2 separate regions of the Mus musculus genome follow, and region 2 is linked to region 1. Evidence: chromatin contacts called from public Hi-C data. All regions are on one chromosome and are shown on one strand. Each heading gives the region's core, a stretch centred on a gene start, on an enhancer-like site or on the middle of the called end of the contact. The rest is flanking DNA. Distances are from core to core; before and after follow the strand shown.

Region 1 (4,232 bases), core at 1,514-4,013:
ACACACATGTTGTATGTGAATGGGGAATATACGTTGTTTTTTTTGTTTTTTTGTTTTTTGTTGTTTTTTTAGGTAAGCTACAGGTGCTGTGACTTCCTTCAGATTTAACAGCCAAGAAGCTTGGCAGTGTGTAGGTAATCCTCCAAGGGTGACTCTTAAGGAGGTGGCATAGTCAATCCTGAGACATAAACTTGTGCTGTAATATTTAAAATTAGAACAAACATGGCTAAACGAGCATCTATATTTCTCATGGTGAAGAATGGGCCTGCTGAGCTCAGCTTTCTCCCCTCGAAGCCTATGGCTATCGGCTGTGATCTCAGCAAGATCCAAATATGACCCATCAGGTGGCTCGCTCCGCCCAGGCAATTTGCTGGGAACCTAAGTCATTAGTCTAAAAGACATGAACTTCCATGTCAGGTTAGAAACTTCCCAGACTCATGGAGAGCTGGTTCTCTGCTCTAAAGAGGTTGAGGTTTATGTTGAGATCTGCACTTTGCCTGCAATTATAGTGGATAAAAGACACTACACTAACAAAACCAGGGTCATTGATAAATTGAAGACCCAAATAGGAGCAGAATAGAAAATTCCCCAGGGTTCTATAATAAAGCAACCAACAGGGTGCTTAAGAAATGAGATAAACACTAACAATTGTCTATTCGTAGCCATCCATTTTACATTCAAATACTGACCAAAGCCTAAAGTTTATACTAAGTTCCTTTTTTCTTTATGACAAAACAATATGACTGTTCAGTTTGATATCAGTCCCCAACAGCTAAAACCCCCTCAGGTCCTGCTATTCTATAACAAAGCTTAAGGTCAACATTTTAAAAATTTACCGCTGAGTCCTTGACGGAACTCCCTAATTTCCAGGCAGATAGAGGGAAAAGAAAACAGAAAGTATGGGAACTTCAAAAAATTAACAGCCCGTGTGAACTTTTATTTAGAGATTTCTCTCGTTACAAAGTGTACCCATGTGTCATGAAAAACACGTTCGTGACTATTAATACATAGCCAGCTCTACTCATAGAGAGTGATGGCTTCCAATAGACAAAGTTATGGACACCACCCATCCACTTTCATCCCCGTGGCCCCAGGCCCTTTTTAAAAACATCTTGGCTCTCCTCCTTAACTTTCAAAGCGATTATTCAGTTACCATGATGTCACACTCAAATGACTAGATGACATCTAGTGAAGATAAGACAGGTTAAAATAAAATACCTCTGTGTGTGCTCACACTAGAGTTGGGCGTGCTCCGGACCCTGCTGGGGAGGGTCCAATCGGAATCTCTCCAAGGGAAGAGCTACTTTTATTCTAACCAATACACAGAAGACTCCCCACAGAGTTGTATAGCTCCAGCCCAGTTCCAAGCCTTCTTCCTCTACAGACCCATAGGGACTAAGGATTTTTTGATACCAATATCTACCAGCTTTTTAGTCTCTATTGCAAAGCTTATGACTCCCCTGCTTTAAAAGATACTATTTAAACTCCTGATACCAGATATATTTGTAAAGAAAACCAGGCAAAGCCATAAAAGACTAACACATTCTTTCTCATATCCTACCTCCCTGTCCCAGTATCCTGGACCTTAAAGCAGCCAGCCAGAGAAGCACAAACGCACTGCCTAGTTACAGGGTGAAGAGCTGTGACTCCTTCTCCAAAGCATAAGCTTCCATGTCCTCATCGATTATTTCCAATGCATTTTTTTTTTTTTGGAAACCCACTTTTTTCACTTTATACATTCCTCACTGCTCTGCCTCCTCCTCCATCACCATACACCTGAACATTACAGGGCAGCAGTGACAACTTGGGAGCTCCCATTCTGAGCCAGGCTGGCCTTGAACTCTGAGAATCCACCTGCCTTTGTTCTCCTGATTGCTGCGATCTGGTCAGCCTTAAGGGGGAACTGCAGAGACTGTCAGAACTCCCTATGCTAGGCGGAAACCCAGGCTCTCAGCAGACAGCAGCAAGAGCCGTATATACCAAAGTCTTGGAGTAGAGCCCTCTCTTCCCTGGATGAATTATTCGGGGAAAAGGCTGGGCACGGTGTGGCAGGGCCGGGGAGGAGGGGTGAGCTCTACAAGGCAGCTTCAGGGCACATTAGCCAAGCTGGAGCTGACTGGATGAGAGGATGACAGGGCGAGTCCTGCAGCAATAGGCAAGGCACAGTGGAGAACGTGAAGACAGGAGAGGGATGAAAGGAAGCAGTTATGAAACAGGCCTGGGCAAGGCCAGGAGTGGGAGGAAATGGCTCAGGGACTCAGGGAGGGGCCTAGCCCGCAGGTCAGGCGTGGAGAGGCGAGGAGGAGCCACAAGTGGGGCCTGGTTTCGGCCACCTGTGGAACCAGCTGCTGAGAAACGGCCTGGTGCCAGGGCTCAGGAGGGAGCCAACAGTGAGGGGAATTAGGCCCAAGAAGATCCGGGGCTTTATGTGGGTTCATATGTCTGTTTGCGGACAGGGTCTCACAGTATAGCCCCGGCTAGCCTAAAACTTGTCCCATAGACCAAATAGCCTGAACATGCAGCAATCCTCCTGCCTCTTCCACCAGAGTGCTGCTGATATTACAGGTGTAGGCTACCGCACCCAGCTGAGTCAAGGCTTTAAAGTGAAACTCCAGCAGCAAGCTCAGAGGGAAGAGAAGGAGAGGGGAGGGGAGGAGAGGGGAGGGGAGAGGAGGGGAGGCGAGGTTCACAGGCTGTGGGAGGAACTTGAACTTCCAGGGAGGATGTGAAAAGGAAACTTCTGCCCTTGCCAACTCTGGTGATGGAGCAGCCCATGGGGTGAGCAGACGGTGAGTAAGGGGATGTGATTCAGGAACGAGGCTCCTGGGCTGCCTGAACATATAAGGCTTGGTGCCACGATGCATGACCTCTGGGTTTATCTGCCCACAAAAGGTGGTCACCACCCAATCTGCATTTCCTTGCTTCACACCAACCGTGCTGGTCAAATGACAACTCAGAGTACCACTGGACAACTGTTGATGCTGGGGGCACTGATGGTCTCCCCACTGTGTGAGCCAGAGACAACACTCACGCACGCATGCACACAGGCCACCCTTCACTCTTGGGGGACTTATCCCCTTGAAAGTCATCTCTGCCCATTCCTTCAATGACGCTGTTTTTCTTCCAGACTAAGATAATCTACACCTCCCATGGTATAAATGATGGTTTCCAGGTCAATGCCCTATACCTAAATTCAACTTCCTGTCTGGGGACTTTCTTTTTGTCCTTCCTGCCTCAAGAGACTTTGATGTTGCCAGACAGTTGCCCCCCCCCCAAATGTTTCTCACAGTCTTCAGCCTCCCTTTAAATATTACCTTTTCAAAGGGACTTCCCTAGCCTCTTTATTTAAAGCAGTCCCCACTCCACACCCACAAGGTTACTCTCTCTCTCTCTCCCTCTCTCCCTCTCTCCCTCTCTCTCTCTCTCTCTCTCTCTCTCTCTCTCTCTCTCTCTCTCTCTCTCTCTCCCTTCCACACTCTTGCAGCTGTCGGAACACTGACCCCAATTTGGCAATGGGCTTCTTTAGATATCTGTTTACTGGTGAGGCTGACTTATTCACTACTGTAGTCCTTGCCTCAGCATGAACGGAAGGCAGGAATGAATTCCCAGTGGTCCTTCAAACAGAATCAAAACTCCACAAATGTGGTTTTAACTGTGTGTGTGGGAGGAGGGGGATACAAGAAGCAACTCCAGGTATCCATCCCCCCCACCCTACTACCCCCGCTCCAACCGGCCTTCTCCCATTCCCCACGTTTGCGTGTTTGCTGACTACCACCCAGATGGCCCTCAAGCCAAAACCACTTTCCAGGGCCACGGTGGAATCCTTGCTTGTCCAAGGACAATGGCTCACTGACTGGCTCCTATCAAGTTAAGAAGTTCACATCCTTAACTTCTCTCCCAGGTAGCAGATCCTTTCTGTAAACCTTACAAAGTTTCAGCTAGGCCGATGCAATGGTTTAATGACTGACTGACTGGTGTGAAGATCTCACCCTGCTTCCAGGCCGGAGCTCCCCAGAGTCACTCACTAGTCACCCCCTTTCTCTCCCCACTGGATTAAGGATAGGCTACTTCAGCTCTCCTCAGCCACGCTGCTGACTACCCATGCCGTCATGACCGTGGTGATGTCAACAGCTAAGATTTATTCATTGTTTTTATTCGCCGGTAATTGCATTAGGAAAAATAAAGGCCGTATTAGCCAGGCTGGAGCTGATGAGAGATGTGAGGCAAGCAGG
Region 2 (4,561 bases), core at 1,204-3,703, 750 kb after region 1:
GGAGGATGGCAGCAGCAATGATAGGCAGACTCCTGACACTTTTGTTCTTGGAGGGCATGGGATGGTCCCACCCACTCCCTCTAAGACTGGGTCTTCCCCTCTCAATCCTCTGAATCATCCTCATAGACACACCATGTCTCCTTCATTGGTTCTAAGACCCACCAAATCAGCAGTCAAGACCGACACATCACACATTCCTTACTGAAAAGGCCTCCTGCGGTTTTGAAAAAGTGTATGCTCTCCTATTTGTTCAACAAATAGTTCAAGACCAAGATTATGAATACATAAAAATAAAACAAAATCTTCTCTGTAGAGTGTTTCCTTGTCTTGGTCATTGCATTTGTCATATGAAGTGGCTTTTGAGCTCAAGTTAGGACTACAGTTGGAGCTTGTTTAAGACTTCAAATCCTGTGTCACATTAACGCAAGGAAATATGCTTGTAGATCACCTTTTGGTACAATCTAGCTCATCCAGGCTGAGCTGAGTGCCCGGAAGCGCCTCCTAGTGTTCAGTAGCAATATCTGCACCAAGGACAAGCTCAGCGGCTAAACCATAGATACCATCCAGCCATGTCTACCTGGAATGTTCCAAAGCCTGATGGATTGGGGGAAGGGATAGAAGGGAGCTGGAGGCTGAAGAATCCTGTCACTGTTGTCATAAGCACACTTAACCTCAAGTCCAATAACCCCATCAGACAGGCAGCTCCCTGCCCTCTAAACTCTCCAGAAAGAGATGTTATCCCCTTAATTGGTCAGTGGGCGTATTCCTCCCATGTTCAGATGTATAGTGCTATAGCTATTAGGAAAGGCACCCTGGAGAACTGGACAGGTGTATGAAGTGTGCATGAGTTGATGCACGCTCTCATGTATGTATGTATGCATGCATGTATGTGTGAAAGCTTCCTCTCCCAAATGGCCTTTCCTAGCCGTCTACTACAAGCATCCCATCTGCCCTGCTCATCACCAGAGACCTTTTCTAGCCTCCAGATCTGATCTCCAGTCCTCGACACTGCCCATCATGGCATCAGATGGCCCACAAGAATTTCACCTTCGTGTACAGAACTGAACTTGCCCTCCTCTCTCAGATCTACACTACCCTCCTCCCAGACTCCAGCTCAGTTACTGACACACCATCACCTGCTCACTCAAGCAACTTTTCTCGCACGCCTCTCTCCGTCCAAGTTCTAACGAGTCCTGACCCTGCTTAGCTCCCAGGATCTGGAATGTTCAGAATGGCATGGCTGCACATATGTCCTTTCCCCTTGCTTCCCTCCAACCTCCCCTAGCCCAGAGAATTACCAGGCCCAACGATTCTTCCCTCCAAGTCCCCCTCTGCTGAACCTCCCATCCTGTCTCTATTCATGCCCTCAGTTCCTTCCCCTCCATTGGCTTTAGAACAGCCACCCAGCCTTCAGGCTCACCCTCTCTAATACGATGCCACAGTAGCCTTTTCAATCCTGCCTTTGCCATCCTCTTGACTGAATTCTTCTGCCCGAGAATTCCAAGCCTTTCCCTAACTTGGATTCTAGGAATCATCTCTAAACAACCTTCACGTGTCCTTCATGTGCCTTACCTATGCAGATAGAATCTTGGAACCTGCCATCCTCCTCTGCCCTCTGTATCCTTGTGCATGCTGCTCCCTCTGAGTATGATGCTCTTCCTTATGTCCCCAGATGTCCACTCACTCCCTGCTATACCGGTGGTTCTCAGCTTTTGGGTCTCAATCCTTTTAGGGGAGTCAAATGACCCTTACACAGGGGTCATATATCAGATATCCTGCATATCAGATATTTATATTACAATTCATAACAATAGAAAGATGAATGGTTAGGGAGTAGCAGTGAAATAATTTTGTGGTTGTGGATCACCACAACATGAGGGACTGTGTTAAAGGGTTGCAGCATTAGGAAGGGTGAGAGCCACTGCTTTGTACAGATTTGGTTGCACCTTCCTCTATGTTTATGAAACTTTCTCCTTTTTTCTGCGCCTCAACTTTCTGTATGTCTCATACTTCTGTTTTCCTATTCTTCTCCACTAGAGTGCAAAATCCTTAAAGGATATGTCGGTATCTTTAATACTCTTTTTTACCTCTAGCATTTGGCATAAATTTGGCATTGATTTAATGGTTCAGTAAACATTTGTTAAAAGACTGGAGAGAAAACTTAGTTGGCAAAACGCTAGACATAGAGTCATGAGAAGTTGCGTTTGATCCCCAAAACCTATGTGAGAAGTCATATTTGATGGCACACACTTGTAACCCTAGCACTGCCTGAGACAGGCAGATCCCTACAGTTCCCTGGCCCAGCAACTTGACCTACTTGGCAAGTTTAAGGACAAAGAGTCCCTGTCCTAACCAAGTGGACAGCACTTTCAGAGCACCCAAGCTGGACCTCTGGCTTACACACACAGGAATAAAATAAGCATTTGTTGAATGAGTCAAAATGAAAAACAGCCAATTGCCTGCACACAGCAGAGGGCCTTCTGAGTCAGAACTCAGACTCGTGAGTCCTACTGTGCATTCCGCAATTTCCATCATGCCGGTGGTCCTTCCTCCTCCTTCTTCCCTGCTGACTGGCATCCTCATTTCCCTCTGGGAAAAACCCTTCTCCATGAAGACCATATGGGAAAGTGGACTCGGTTTCCAGTTCCAGAATGGCACATTTCTATCTTAGTGATTGGCTCCAGCAGGGCATAACTGATTTGAGTCCCATAAGTCATGGGAAAAAAAAAAAAAAAGAAAGATTCTCCACGGGCTTCTCAAAGGCCCAGGAGGAACCCCCACTTCCTCTTCTGGACTCTGTCAGATGCAGGCCATGGCCAACTTCCAGCCTAAGAAGAAAGGAAATACCAACAGAGCTCAAAGCGCCCTGCAGTGATGGGGCAGGAGCCTCTGCACTCAGCTACACTGAAGTCCACACTTACTCCCAACTTCCAGTCTCACAAATCCAATAAACCTCTGGTTAAATCCTTTGGTTTTATGCTATTATTACTACTAATAGTGAAATGTGTCCCCTGAAACATACATTCAAGATAACACATGTGTGCATGTGCATTTGAAAAGTAAGGAGCCATCATTTTTGCCCTGCTTAATTCTCTGACAACAAACCATCTTCCCAGCCACCATTCCCTTTGCTTTTGAAATACAGTACAGTTGAAGGAAAATTGGAAGAGCTGCCATGGTCAGCTCAAGTGCATGACGCATCAACAGGCAGTGTGGTCACGTTGTGACAAGCTTGTCTAGAAGCTAACACTCCAATAAATAAGTTGACATGGGACTGTCAGAACTAAGTTCAGGGTCAAATTTTAACTACTCTTTACAGCCCCACACTTTCTCTCCTGGCCTTAAGCACTCCAGTCTATTGATATACCCATCAACTTCCTGGCTGGTTGTCTTTTTTTTAAAAAAATAAAAATAAAAGCTGTCAAATCAAAGTGGAAAGTCAAGGGAACATGGACGAACCCAGGCCCCATGAGAGTGACTGTGGAGCTGGCCAGAAACATCCTGTGTAGATCACTTTTCACTGAGGGAAACAAAATTCTTGGGGACCTTTGTGGGGAGATGCAGGCAGGGTTTCAGGGTGTACCCCAGGCTAGCCCTGAATTCCTGATCCTCCCAAGCGCTAGATTGCAGGCAAGGGCCACCACTCTAAGCTTCTTGGGGACTTTTGGAGTAGAAAAGAATGAATCAAGGAGGTGTTTGTAGAAATGACAGTGGGGTTGGAAGCACACCTGTCAAAGGTGTGATGAAGCCAAAGGAGCTCCAAGGCAGGGTCAGAAAGTAGACGGGAACTGTGCATTCAGCTCTGCTGCTGCTGAAGGAGTTGCTCCTGCCAATAAGCAGAAGGCCACCCAGCCCAAGCCTGGCACTGTGCGAGCCACAACAGCATGTCTGATGAAGCTGCCAACAGTCACACTTGGCCACCAGCTATAAATACAACAGCCCCTCACCCAATCCTAGTGTTCATCTCCTTCCATGGCACCCCAGGCAAACACACAGGCAAATTGCTTCTGGGCCTTTCCTTCCCTGGCCTCCAAGGTTGAGTGACGTAGAAACAGTCAGTCCATTTTCTCTTGCTATAATGAAATACCTGAGGCTGGATACCTTGAAGAGATTCATTTTGTCTATTTGTTCTTTTTTTTTTTCCATTTTTTATTAGGTATTTAGCTCATTTACATTTCCAATGGTATACCAAAAGTCCCCCATACCCACCCACCCCCACTCCCCTACCCACCCACTCCCCCTTTTTGGCCCTGGTGTTCCCCTGTACTGGGGCATATAAAGTTTGCAAGTCCAATGGGCCTCTCTTTGCAGTGATGGCCGACTAGGCCATCTTTTGATACATATGCAGCTAGAGACAAGAGCTCCAGGGTACTGCTTAGTTCATATTGTTGTTCCACCTATAGGGTTGCAGTTCCCTTTAGTTCCTTGGGTGCTTTCTCTAGTTCCTCCATTGGGGGCCCTGTGGTCCATTCAATAGCTGACTGTGAGCATCCACTTCTGTGTTTGCTAGGCCCTGGCATAGTCTCACAAGAGACAGTTATATCTGGGTCCTTTCAGCAAA

The links. A called contact is a pair of places that touch in the nucleus more often than the background predicts.
Region 2: a contact with region 1 is called in a Hi-C map of the C2C12 cell line, with 5 times the contacts expected there. The contact joins two enhancer-like sites. A contact is called at or near these places in 3 of 39 promoter capture datasets (the 3T3-L1 cell line, cranial neural crest and second pharyngeal arch cranial neural crest), 10 of 484 Hi-C or Micro-C datasets (the C2C12 cell line, adipose-derived mesenchymal stem cells, embryonic fibroblasts and 2 more), 7 of 115 datasets of contacts at active chromatin or transcription factors (the NIH/3T3 cell line, astrocytes, embryonic forebrain and 2 more) and 1 of 9 other capture datasets (embryonic stem cells).

The regions. Positions count from the first base shown.
Region 1 is chr13:102,896,713-102,900,944 of GRCm38.p6, forward strand. All of the region lies in intron 4 of Mast4 (microtubule associated serine/threonine kinase family member 4), which reads right to left. Among named protein-coding and RNA genes, the nearest start is that of Gm30106, 9.0 kb to the right of the region's middle. Within about 2 kb of position 2,764, at least 173 of the 459 cell types and tissues checked have an H3K27ac peak or open chromatin away from gene starts, as enhancers often do. A contact at or near this core is called in the C2C12 cell line and embryonic fibroblasts, where this site is marked.
Region 2 is chr13:103,645,703-103,650,263 of GRCm38.p6, forward strand. The region is part of intron 1 of Gm30551 (predicted gene, 30551); the gene reads right to left. Among named protein-coding and RNA genes, the nearest start is that of Gm24870, 6.1 kb to the left of the region's middle. Within about 2 kb of position 2,454, at least 10 of the 459 cell types and tissues checked have an H3K27ac peak or open chromatin away from gene starts, as enhancers often do. A contact at or near this core is called in the C2C12 cell line and embryonic fibroblasts, where this site is marked.